Linked DNA regions of Mus musculus: region 2 is linked to region 1. A link is a contact called in public Hi-C data. All regions are on one chromosome and are shown on one strand. The core of a region is the stretch at or near the end of the contact, and the rest is flanking DNA. Distances in the headings are between cores, read along the strand shown.

Region 1 (6,832 bases), core at 2,235-4,734:
TTGTTTTTTTAGTGTGAATGAGGTAGAACCTTTTCAGGTACACAGAGCAGGGCCGGGCCAGGCTTTAACCATAGCATATCTCATCATGCTGGTGAGATAAAGTGTGAAAAATCTCTTCACACACTTGCAAGAATTTAGTCAATGTTAGCTGTGGCCATTAAACCTGCTAGTGAGAGGGGCACCCAGGGAGGCAAATGGGTTCCTGTACCATGTGGGTCACGTCTTGGCTTCTACAGCTTCTCACACATTGGCTAAGGATAAAACCAAGGGATGTCAGTGTACAAAAACACACTTTTGGAAACCAGCTCATGCCCTTGAACTTAGTCACCAAGGGTCCTGATTTTGAGATGAATTGCTCCATAGGGGGAATGGATGTTGATCTGACCCTTTTCCTTTGTTAGATGCTGAAGTAAAAGCTGATAAGAACATTGGCATAGAAAGAAGGTAGGTAGGAAAGCAGTCTTCATTTGCAATATAACCTAAGTCAAATCCATTCTTCTGGGCAGTGGCTAAGCCTGGCACGAAACAGTGGGAAGAATGACCATCCCAACCCAACAGTGGTCAGTTCAGTGAAAGGCTGGCACAGGGCACTCTGGGATACACTGGAAGATGACCTCACCTGTTTATCCAAAGCGTTCTACCAGGAAGGGACACTTTAAACAGAAGAGAGGGAGAAGGTATATTATAAGATGAGACTCTCGAGGAGAGGAGAAGGATCATAGCATGTAAAAATCCTGTGACAGGAAAAAAGGCCTGAAGAATAGTAAATAAGCTGGGCTAGGAAGATAGGGCAGAATGGGAAAGTAGACAGTATAAGCACAGCATATGCAGGTTCAGGCTTTTATTCTAAGTTGTGAAGGTTTTCTCGTTCTGTCTCTGTCTCTGTCTCTGTCTCTGTCTCTGTGTCTCTCTGTCTCTGTCTCTCTCTGTCTCCATCTCTGTCTTTGTCTCTCTGTATGTATGCATATCTTTGCTTGGGAACACATGTGTGTAGACCTGAAACTAATGTCAGAAATCATCCTTGATAGTTCTTTTACTACTGTCTTTGGAGCCATAGTGTCTCCAGTAAAACCCAGAGCTCTAACATGGCTAGTCTCAATAGCCAACTTGCTCCTGGGATCTCCCTTCTCGGCCTTCAGAGACTCGGGGTTACAAGCAGGTCACTGCACTCAGTTGGTAGGTATGCGGGCTCCGGAATCCAAACTCTCTTTAGCGCTGACACTTACTCAGTAACTCTGGCTGGCTGGGGAGAACAGTCTGTACATGGGACCCACTGGGAAGTCTTCACAGCATAGGGTGGTCAGATTGCTACATAGTAACAATAGAAGCACAGAACGAAACTCTCTCTTGAGTATAGCCGTCATCCATATGTCTTCTTCAAAGTCCCGAGAGCCAGGCATGGCCATGTAAGCCTGAAACCCTAGAGCTTGGCAGGTTAAGCCAGGAGAATGGCCATGAATTTGAGGCCATATATATATACATACATATATGTGTATGTGTGTGTGTGTGTGTGTGTGTGTGTGTGTGTGTGTGTGTGTGTAGTGAGTTTGAGGCCAGCCTGGACTGCCTAACAAGACTCTCAAAACAAAACAAAACAAAACAAAACAAAACAAAACAAAACAAATAATCTGTGGATGGTAGTCCATCTCTGTAACCCTAGCATGTGGGAGGCAGAGAAAGGAGGACCAGGAGGAGTTCAAGGTCACCTTCAACTACTTAGCAAATTGGAGGGGAGCCTGGCCTATATAAGAACCTGTCTCAAACACAAAACAACAAGGAAAGGAAAGGAGAGGAGAGGAGAGGAGAGGAGAGGAGAGGAGAGGAGAGGAGAGGAGAGGAGAGGAGAGGAGAGGAGAGGAGAGGAGAGAAGAGAAGAGAAGAGAAGAGAAGAGAAGAGAAGAGAAGAGAAGAGAAGAGAAGAGAAGAGAAGAGAAGAGAAGAGAAGAGAAGAGAAGAGAAAAAGATGTAGAGAAAGGAAGGAAAGAGAAAGAGAGAGAGAGAGAGAGAGAGAAAGGAAGGAAGGAAGGAAGGAAGGAAGGAAGGAAGGAAGGAAGGAGAGAGGAATCCAAATCAACAAGAAGAAAACAAAGCACTCGCCCTCCCCCTAACAAACAAGACTTGGATAACTGTATAACATCTCCTCCATTGAAATGGACAAGCTTCTCCTTGGTACCCTGGGTGGCTTGGAGGATGACATGCGATAGTCATTATTTGAAGTTTTATTTCAGCCCCTTCTTCGGCAAGCAACAAAATGACTATTTGCAGATCATCGTTCACTGAAAGGTCTCTGGTGAGATGTGTTCCCTTGAATCAGGTTTCTATTGCACAAGAGCCCTTCCGGGAGAGTGTAAAAGGCAATGATGGTGTGAGATAGGAGAAACCTTGACCTTTACCGCAAGGTTTAGCCCACTGACTGACAATAAGAATTGAAAATCTCAAAGAGCCTGAGCTGAGTGAATCGTGGCAAGCAACTGTAGGGAGAGGAGATGAGATGAGACTCTTGTTTTGCATCAACACATGTCCAAGGTTAAATTTGAAGTAGCACATGCCCAAGGTTAATGAGCCTATATGTTAAAACAAACAAACAAACAAACAAAAAGTCAAAATCTTGAGAAGAGAAAATAATTGCTGAGTCTGGTGAGACCTGTTTGGGTATTGTAGGTCGAGTGGCATCAGTCGTGGCTACGTGTACTTGACTGTGGATCCTTGTTCCTCTGGCTGTTGTTAACTGGTTGTCTAGTGGGCTGCAATGTACTGCTACTGGGAATATCTGACAGTGTCACAGTCTGGCTTCTTGTCTCCATTTCTTCCACAGGAGAATGGAAATGTTCTGAGTTCTTTAAGTGGCAGAATCCTGTAGGGTTCTGCACATACTTCTACCATTCCATTCACGAAAATCTAATCTTGTTTTTTTTTTAAATGGTTGGCCTAGAAGAATTCATTTTATGCAATTGCAGAGGACAAAAATATGATTCAGAAATAGTAATAATAGTAATAATAATAATAATCAGATGATGAGGGGCTGGGGAGATGGCTCAGTCATCTTGTTTTGAGAAGCATAAAAGCCCAAGTTCAGTACCTAGAATCTTCTAGATTGTCCTCTGGCCACCACACACATGCACGATATGCACTTGCACGTATATACAGGCATACACATGTATATACACACACAGAGACACACACACATACAGAGAAAGAGGGGACTACAATGAATGTGTGAAGTTGGGAAAATTCATAGCCAAGCTCTACTGAGTCTCGTTTGGGTTCTGGTGTTGAACATAATATCCAGGAGGGGGATGCTGTACTATTCCCCCTTACCATATGCCCCTCAGGTCAAATATTCACATTAAGGTTCCCTTGTCCTTGGAAACTATGCACTTGTCAGAGACACAATCACATAGCAAATTCACCGGGAAATTGTGAGCCATGACTCATGGTTTTGTTTGTTCTGCAATTGTGAAATTTTCAAAAATATTTTATTAAGATTGAAACCGAAACTTCACGGGGAGCCCTGAAAGCTTCATAGCAGACTGTTCTCCTGAGCTACCCTGCAACTCTAGTCATGAGATGATGCCTTGGCCATGGAGTTACCCTGCTGTGACTCTGATGTGCCAAGGGAACAGAAAATTGCTAGCCAGAATCCTGCTGAGCCTTGTAGGCACCCGACTATAGGCATCCATTAGTCTAACTGTAGCTTGTCCATAAAGGAAGACTCTTCTCCCAGATCCTTTTTAAATACTGCCCCACATCCAGAATCTAGCTCTCATAGCCGGGTCTGCATCCATGCCATGCCAAGCATCCAAGCCTTTCCCAGCCAGGCACCATGCTCTTGTTGCAAATTGTATTTTCATAGGAACTTTGATTCTGAAAATGTAGTTGGCCCAAATGCTGCCCCGCTCTACCTTCCAGGAAGGAGAGGATGACTTCGTGTGACCTTTGCTCACTAGTGTCTCAGCCCTGCGACCTGAGAACCATTTGATGGAGCTATAAGCATCCAGAGATGTGCCTATGGATCCCCAAATGGACCTAGGAGATCTCTGTCCTCTAGCTAGGTTAAATCCAGGAGCCATCTGCCACAGCCTGAGGCCATTTGGAGAGGCTCTGGAACCCAACTCTATTACCTATCCACTGCTCCTTTAACTTTTCTGTGTCTTAAGATCTTTCTTTAATGTCCTTCATTCTCTTTGTTTCTTACACTCTTTCTGCCTCCTCTTCCTAAGGGTTTTCTGAGCCTTTAGATTTGACGAAGACATCCATTTAGGGCTGAGTGTTCAAAGGTCTCTGCATAATGTCTGGTTGTGGGTCTCTGTATTTTTTCCCATCTGCTGCAGGAGGATGCAGGCTGCATGGTGAAGACGGTTGAACAATGCACTGATCTATGGGTCAATGGAATGCCATTAAAATTATTTTATTGTTATGATTTTTGTCTAGAACAGTAGTAATTAATTTTACTCTAGGTCCATAGGCTGTCTAGTCTCTGGTACTTGGTCACCCAAGCAGTGTCACATATGGGTTCCATCTCATGGGGTGGGCCTTAAGTCAAATAAGTTATTGGTTGGCAACTCCTATAAGCTTTGTGCCACCATTGTCCTGGCTTTCTTGCAGGCAGAACAGCATTGTAGATCAAAGCATTTGTGGTTGAGTTGGTGTTTACGTTTCTATTTGGTAGCTTGCAGAATAGCGTTCTGTACCAAAGACACTAGACTGTAGGTGTGATGTTAGCCTGATTTCTTATATCACTCATGCACCAAGAATGTCACCACCCACAGTGGGCTGGGCTCCCGCACATCAATCATTAATTGGGAGAATAATCTATGGACGTGCATGTGTGGAGATCTAGGTAGAAGAATGTTCTGAATTGAAGTTCTTTCCAGATAACTCTAGTTTGTATCAAGTTGACAAAAACCTACCCAGGACACCTTGATACCACAAAAGTCAGAAGGAACTGTAGCACAATTTCATTGGCAAGACCATGATGTCAGGTGACACCTCCTGAGTGCCTATCATACTAGGGGCCACAACACTTAGTACTTTTACCCAGCTTAGGCCAATGAAATTCCAATGAATTTCTAAAAGTAGCATGATGGTCCATGTTGATTTTCAAACTGACAGCATTAAAAATCACCAAGGAAATGCAGGCATATCTGTGAGAGGCTTTCCAGATTGGGAAATTGGGATGGGAAGATCCACTGGGCATATGAGTGGCACCATTTGTTGGAAGGTCTGGGGCCCCAAGCTGAATAAAAAGGAGACGTGAGCTGAGTATCAGCGTTCAGTTCTTTCTGCTGATGTTTCACACACTCAAATGTAACATTAGAATGTAACATAACGACACTATGTTACAGGTGCCTCAAGCTCTGGTTGCCATGACTCCCCCACCCCACCCCTGCCATGATGGACTGTGTTCCCTTGAACTGGGAAGCCAAATCAAATCTTCCCTTAAGTTGCTTTGGTAAGGTTTGGTTTTTTTTGTTTTTTTGTTTTTGTTTTTGTTTTTGTTTTTGCCACAGCAATAAGAAGAGTGCCTAATACCACTCATCCTTGTATTCTAGAGAAGATGGATCGAGGTGAGCTGTCTCTGCTTATTTCAGTTGAAGCTGGGATTTAAGCCAGTTTGCCCTCAAAGCCGGGATGCTTCTCTTTCTGCCCCCTGGATCTCATAATGAACACTATGACTATTTGTTCCTCAATACTTCGTGGCTGTGTTCTCCAAAAACTACTAAGCTTTAGAAAATATTTTGAAAATCCCCACCAAGGTAGACTGAAGCAACTATACCACACTTTGCTTGAGAATTTCCCCCATGACGGGGATGAGCCCCTTCTCACCAACATCCAGCTCATGAGCTCTTGGCTTGCTTTGAGACCACAGAGCAGGGCAGGTGCCTCTGGTTCCCATGGAAGCTGTGACTTCAGAGGCCTCTCTTCTCAGCCCTTCTCCATCCTCTCCTCTCTGCCCAGGAGAAAGGCTGGCCCTGGGGGATGCTGAGAAACTAGATGCAGGCTTGCCTTTTAAATCAGGAGTCCTTACATCTTCAAAAGGACATTACAAGATAAATAGCGTGTCCATGGCTTCTTATTGAGATGTTGTAAAGGACTCACCCTCTCGTCTTCTTTTTCTTCGAGGATGCAGGGGTGGAGGTGGGTGGGGGTGGGTGGGGGCGGAGGTGAGGGTGGGGGGACTTTCTCTGGGTTTCTCCCTCTAATGCTACACTCTCCTTCAATAGGAAACAGGAAGGGAGAAATCACAGAAGTCGGAAATTCTAATGCACTTTTTCTCTTGTGTCAAAGGCTGAGCAAGCCCCAGTCACTCTCAGAAGATGGTGAGAGATTACAGACCCAGGTGCCAATCTGTATTTGAAGAGAAAGATTTTAAACATCACTGTCAACATGAAAAAGAAAAAAGAAAAAAGAAAAAAGAAAAAAAAAAAAAAAAAGGAAAGGGTGAGGGTGTTGGGCCAGGAAAGCAGAACTCTACTTTTCGTTCTTTTGCAGATGATCTCAGTCCTTGATGTCTAGGAAGGGAGAGGACTGGGGAGGGGCAGGGAAGGGGAAACCTCCTCTGGGTTAAGGAGTCTTTTAAAACTGTTGATCTTGCCAGGTTCCAACTTCCGACAGCAGCTAAAATAGTGTTGTCATTTGCAAGCGGGAAGGGACAATTCCTCAGGTTAAATGCACAGGAAGATCGCAAGGGGCTTTCCTGTACCTGTGCAGGGGCTTGGAGCTGCAACCCAACGAATCACGATGAGTGGAGGGTGCATTTGGGGGTCCTGAAAGGATGAAAAGACACATTTCCTCCCCTCAGAGTCTGCACACTCCCAGTGACTAGCTCAAA
Region 2 (6,869 bases), core at 4,152-6,651, 500 kb before region 1:
TGTGTATGTCTGCACAGCCCAAGGTGATTCCCTGTGCCCTGTACTGGGCCCCAGGATTATCAGTCTGCCCTTCCCTGACAGAAAAGGAACAGGCGCTTCTGAACTTGCCTATGAGATTTTCCTTTTCCTTTATACTCTAAACATCCTGTAGGCGCTTTTCCTCTTTAGTCCTCTTTGCTAATTTCAGTGGACCTTCAGTGGGCTGGAGGGAAAATCTCTCTTGATAGAAGCAGCCTCCTTCTCTAAGTTCACTAACTGGGGAGTTCTCCAACCCCCCTGTCTAAGGGTTTTTACAGAGGTTTCTCTCTGCAGATATGATTAAGTTACTGGGGATTTAGTCTACCCCTGAAGAACCTGCTCTTCTCCAACCCCCTGATTAAATGCAGCATGTGAGCAAGGATCTGCAGTACAAATAATTCATTGCAAACTCAGAAAGGCGTTGTAAAATGAGCATTTATAGAGCGAAGTTAAAGCCAGCAAGATGGAGGTTCCTGATGATTTCTATCTCACTCTAAGTGATTCTGATGTTTCCTAATATAAAACAATAGAACTTGAAGGATAACAGATTAAGAAGGACAACAAATGTCTGCCTACAGAAAGAGATAAACTAATAGCGTTGTTCAGAACCACTTCCTCAGCCTGACTAAAGGCACAGGCTAGCTGGAAAGCATTGACCTAAGAACAAAGACTGAATCAGGACTGTTAATTTAGGAAGAAACCACCAAGCCCTCTCCTACTATCACACAGATACACTGCATCCTTCTGCTGCTCTTAGGAAGACTTGGTCTGGAGCTCATGAAGAGGCTGTCCTGGCGTGCTACTAGGAACAGTAGCAATGGTGTCAAGGACAGCAGAACTGCACGGTTCCAGCTTTCTCTCTCCTGCAAAGCCTGGCAAGAAGTCTTCCCACAAACCCCACCAAACCACGACAACAGCAAAACCAAAAATTAAAAGTGGAGGTCTACTGGAAAAGGTTTATAGGGTTCATTACAAGTTACCCCCAAATACAGCATTAGAAATTGAGAAAGTGGAGAATGAAGTCTCCTCTAACTTCCTTGTCCTCCTTCCCTGAGGCAGGCCAAGGACCCTAGGCATGCCAGTTAGCCTCCAGTCTCCTTCCCTCTTCCCCTAAAAACTTCATGGAACAAGTGTCCTGCTCAGGACCCAGAAGGAAGAAAGGATGACAAAGCCAAAAAGAAGCCAAGTAGGAAAGCTCTGCCAAATTTGCACTTCATCACCATCAAATAACAGCATCTTCTCTCTTTGGTAAATCACAGTTTTATTATATACTTTTCATGGACCACACTAAAAATTAACACAATCTCTTTTTCTTTGGGTGTTCACTTTTGAAGGTTCTTATGACATATAAAACACATATTACATAAATACATGTGTTTCCTTCTTCTTGATGTATGTTTTTATTCCAGGTGTGTCAGCCGTGAACTTTGCAGTGGTTAGGGAAGAGATTGATGTTGTCTGCCATTTTACAGCCAGAGGAACTTTTAGAAGATGGGATTGGCTTGTAGGAGAGCTCTTTCACATGCAGATGGCCAGATGCAAAATTAGAAACAACCAGAGAGGCCTCCAGTTACCTACCCACCCACAGGTTACATCTGTGCCTCCCTTGGTGACTACAAAAAAGACACAGCAGAGGCCAAGTGACAAAAATACCTTAGCTGAATGGGAACCATGGCACATGGAGGAATCTAGTGCCCACCAAGAAAATCCCACTAGCAGGTTGAATGTTAAAGCTTTGCTAACTCCAGGGTAAATACTGAGAAGCCAAGTTTAATAATACAAGCAAGATGTAAAAGGCAGAGTAGATAAAACTGGTACATCAAAGTGAAGGTGGGTTTATAAAATCAGCCATTTAGTTAAGTAAGCAACAATACAGAAATAATAACCTTCTCAACAGAAAACAACCTGGAGAGGGCTTCTATGTTCAACTAGCAGATAGAAACTTTTAAAAATTCTGTGTGTTTGCTTTACCCTGGTTTGTTTGTTGTATCTTATTACTACTATTTTTAGATGTTTATTTTCTAATGAGAGAGAGCAAAAGACGAGTTTGGGTTTGGATGGGTGAGGAGAGGAGTATTAGAAGAACTTGGGGGAGGAAAAATATCAGAATATATTATACAGAAAATATATTTTCAATAGATATCTTTAGATGAGTTATTTTCCATAGATAATGAACTAGACTGAGCTTTTATAAAGCTCACAGACTATGCTATACCTGAAGTCAAAAGAATATACTAATGTAGAAAAGGGCATTGAGAGAAACTCAGAAGTTTAGCCTAAAGCTAGGATGCATTGCCCTTCATTTAAATCGAGGGGAGGGGATGCGTGAGAAGTCTTAGCCAACACTTCAAATCAGAACGGACACGCAAATGCTTCAGGATTTTCTTTGACACCATTTTCTTACTAGAGACCCATTCCTGCATCAGTTTTTCTTACCCATCAAACTAACATTCTAGCACCATATTTCATAACAGGAAGACAGTATTAGTCCTGTATCTATGTTCTAGGAATAAAAAATGACCTTATATAAGTATGATATTATGAAAGAACTAATAAAAATAAGGCAGGCCAAATACAAAAGTAAATAAGACAGCCAACTTATCTGGAATGTCCAATTTGAAAAACTAAGATTTTAAAATACTTGAACAAAAAAAGGCACTACGAGGACAGAAATACTCTTCTGTTTAATATAACTTAGTTGTTTTCAATAGTTGTGTGTCTCTCATTTGTGGACATAAAAGAACGTTTGAATGACTGATAACTAAATATTTTACAGAGCCTAGAATAGAAGGTTTAATTACAGGGTCTGTGAGCAGGGAGCGTCAACATTCCTAAGAGCTGGACTTGTGAAAGACCATCTGTTGACAAACTGCTGGGAAAGCCACAGGGAAGGAAAAAAGTATAGCTTTAAGCACAGAATCCAAAACAAGGAAAAAGAAAAACAAGAAAAAAATTACTTAAGCAAACTGGCATTCCAGGCAGTTCCAGACAGAACTTAACTTTCAATGGTTATTATCTGAACATGTTATACTTAAAGATTGCCTGAAAATTATGCCCATGAAGTAATGGCATCTAGAGTGATCTGCGTCAGCTATCTCTGGTCAAATTACCTTTGGAAATGCAAATGAATGTATGAAAATTATAAGGTACTTAAAATTAATGTGAATTTACAGAATACTTGGATAGGAAGAAAATCTAGTTTTTAAAGTCTTTGTAATAGAAAAGAGTAAGATAAGTAGACTTGAAGCAAGGGAACTATGGGGAGATGAAAATCAACCAGCTGAAGAGAACTGACCCAAATGCTGTATAAACCCTAATGTCAGCCTGCCATTCCTGTAAATAGAGAGAGCACATTCCACGTTATTGGTTCATCACTTAACGCTAAAGCTTTGTACCATTGTCCTCATCTAGAAAATTGGAATAATAATACAATATACACTGTTTTTGAAGTTGTACTCACCCCACACATATATGCCAGGGAACACACTAAGTCCATGCTTCCTTAGCTCTGTGAATAGTGGACATAAGGCTTGTAGGGCTGTGTCTGCTATCAAGAGTTGACAGGACACAGAGCCCTGTGCATCCGAAGCATGTGAGCTACCAATGAGCTACATCCAAGCCTTGGTCATTCAGGTAGCTTTGCTCTCTCCCTTAGTTGAGTAGATAACTTCATACTTGGTTCTTACATAAATGGCATCTCATTGACACAAGACAAGAAGCACCAGAGGGCGAGTTCTGTATTTCCCTCATCTTTGCTTTTATTTCCTTCCCCATTTTAGCCCTGTGACTTCTCTCAAGCATGAAATCAACCTGTGGAGTCTGGCATTAGAATACACTCTATACAAACATTACATATTATTTATGCATATAAAATAATTTATTAAAATATATCATAAATCTTAAAATTTTAAGTGTTTCAGTGTTTTATGTATATAACGGCATACTTAGGTTGTTTCAAATTATCCTGTTTCAAAAACACTTGTTTCAGAAATATATTAGGGAAGCCAGCCTCGGGTGGTACACACCTTTAATCCCAACACTCGATAGGGAAGGCAGAGGGATCTCTGACTTTAAGGCTAGCCTAGTCTGCAGGATGAGTTCTAGGATGGCCAGGGCTACAGAGGTACTTTATTCCTATTAATCATATCAAAAGGCCAAAAAACTACAAAGAAATACAATATGGAAAATTCCAAACATATACAAGTTTTAAAATGTGTTATTCTGAGTAACACAATAAACGTTTCTGTGGAGCCCTCTGACCTACCCAGTGTGTGCACGCTGTCAGTCACCTATGTGACAGCAAACTCTCTTTCAAGCTTTACTATGTACAAGGCTAATTCTACATTATATTATCAAGGTCATATCTCGAAATGGCAGTACCAAACCACGACAAATCTTCACAGGAAGAAAAGGGAGGAAGCAGTTCAACTTTCCAAAGAGCAAGCTGGTATTCACAGGTTTTACTTGGTAAAGTGGTATAACTGTTCCAGTTTCTTAGTGCTGTTGTTAATCTCTTAATGTACAATTTGATATCAACCTTCATCACAGGTAAGTATCTACAGAAAAACAGAATCTACAGTTGGGAACTCCATCGAGCTTTAGGAATCCACTGGCAGAACATGTCTCTACAGAGAAGCACCTACTACTATATAGTGATCTAAAAACCCATTATATGTGAATATATAAATCAATTTTAGTCTAATATTTAAGTTGATGTACATAAATAAAAGAATTCTAGCTGTGCAGTATTTGAAAAAGTTATCCATTTTCCTAAATTCAGATCCATTCCAAACTCCATTGATCCAGTGTATCTTTTTTGGCAATGACCCAAATTCAAATGACAAGGGACGCAGCAGGGTAACAATGCCTTGCATGAACACTTACACGTTATTAAAAGTAAAGTGTTATTTGATATCCAAATCTTCTTAAGCAGTTTGAATAACATCCCAAATCAATTCACTAGTTAATATATCGTAAACAAAATTTTTTCGTGCAAATATATATTTTTATGTAGCATGTAGGGTGTAGTCAAAATATATCGATGCCACTTGTTAATCATTAAGCACAGCGCATGGCAAACTTAAAAGTTTCTATAGTACTTACTATAGGGAAAATTCAAAACATCTTTCCTAGAAATTAAGTTACAAAGCAAGTTACATAAAGAGCATTGTGAAAGATGGAAATGGTGAAATTATAATTCTAAGGTGGTATAAATGCCTTTTTAAACTATAAACCTGGAGTAGAGTGGTGGGCTTTATAATCACACAATTCTGAGACTAATTTCTCCTCATTGGAATGCAACAAGAGCAGATGGCACAGCCCACACTGAAGGCAGCATCAGAGCTGAACCACTTCACAAGCACGTGCACTGCTGTGCGCACCGTGATTCTCCGAGGACCTCACAGAGCAGAGCACAGAGCAGAGGGCTGGCAGATACAATGCAGGAAGTGTAGGTATAAAACAGGGAAGCAGAAACTTTATATTGACTTTGTCATCGTGAAATGATAAAGTTGAGTAAAGACCACAATAAAATGTTTTTTGCACCAGTAAGAGGACTAGCAAAACCAAAGTTTTATGCAATAGGTGTTAAACATATGACATGCTCAAGCCAGTACACATAGCCTGATAATCTCTGTGTTTGGGCTTAGTGGTTCCTGTGAGGAGAGGAGAGAGGAGGAAGTGACATGGACAGTTTGGATGTGATCACAACGGGCTAATTTCATAGTTGTTAGGAGTGAGTCAGGGAAAGAGATGAATCTGCAATCTTAACACTTGGTAGATTTACAGGCAACTATAAATTGGTCCAGCACACTTGGCTTGGTTTAGCAAGTGCTTCAAGGGGAAATATGCAAGTATCTGTCAAGCAGTGAAGGAAACAGTGTAGCCATGGCTGCCTTTTTATTTCCTATGGAGCTCCTGTGAAGGGCTTTAGGACTAACTGCCCCACCATTCGACAAATGGGAAAAATAGGAAATATATGGACATTGGACAAGGAAACAATCACAAAACTAGTTTAACTTCATAAAATGACATTTTCAGAGAAACTTTATTCAAAAGAGTCACTGCCCCAGCTCTGTTTGGGGAATAAAGTATTTCTAGGATAATATAGAAACATCTTCTTTCCTGAATATCTCAGGGAAATTTCTCTCACACAAAAAAGACAATTGTTACACTTAACTTTTCGATTTCACTTGCTTTTCTTTTTAGCAGTAATGAGGACTGAGCCTAGGATCTCATGTGTACTAGCAAGTGCATTCCAACACACATATTTTCATCATTCCTCCCCTCACCATCTTTACTTTGGAACAGGGTTGCCTACACCAACCTTGCACTCTTTCTGCAGCTCAGGAAGGCCTAGCACATTGATTCTCCTCCTTCCACTTTGTAAATTACCAGGATTGCAGACTCAGCTGACATTTAAACTGTTGTAAGATGTACAGAATGGCTGGAGAGGTGACAAAGGCAGGTAAGAACAGTTCCTGGCTCCAACACTGCAGCTCAAAACTGTCCAAAATTCCAGTTCTGAGGAATCTACTGCCCTCTTTTGGCTTCCAATGGCACTGTATAAATATGGCACAAATGCACATATGAATGCACACATGCACATCATAGTCATGTCACAGAGGCCTTGGTATTGAACCAGACTTGAAGTGTCCCAATAAACAGAAGGGACTCTACCTATTTTCAGCTTAATTATCTTAATATGCTAGCATAAATTATTATTTATATCACTTAAAGTGGAAATTTAAGGAGGATTATCACATTAAGAAACTTAGGAGAATTATATCAAGTTTTCAGATCATTAAGGAGGTTTTTGATTTATTCAGACCACATGTAGCTAGTATAGAAGC

The links. A called contact is a pair of places that touch in the nucleus more often than the background predicts.
Region 2: a contact with region 1 is called in a Hi-C map of bone marrow-derived macrophages, with 11 read pairs. The contact joins two enhancer-like sites. A contact is called at or near these places in 1 of 15 datasets of contacts at CTCF or cohesin (pro-B cells) and 4 of 484 Hi-C or Micro-C datasets (bone marrow-derived macrophages, cerebellar granule neurons, embryonic fibroblasts and 1 more).

The regions. Positions count from the first base shown.
Region 1 is chr17:44,455,888-44,462,719 of GRCm38.p6, reverse strand. No RefSeq gene overlaps it. Among named protein-coding and RNA genes, the nearest start is that of Runx2os3, 100 kb to the left of the region's middle. Within about 2 kb of position 3,484, at least 43 of the 459 cell types and tissues checked have an H3K27ac peak or open chromatin away from gene starts, as enhancers often do. A contact at or near this core is called in bone marrow-derived macrophages, where this site is marked.
Region 2 is chr17:44,962,108-44,968,976 of GRCm38.p6, reverse strand. All of the region lies in intron 3 of Supt3 (SPT3, SAGA and STAGA complex component), which reads right to left. Among named protein-coding and RNA genes, the nearest start is that of Gm52304, 78 kb to the right of the region's middle. Within about 2 kb of position 5,401, at least 7 of the 459 cell types and tissues checked have an H3K27ac peak or open chromatin away from gene starts, as enhancers often do. A contact at or near this core is called in bone marrow-derived macrophages, where this site is marked.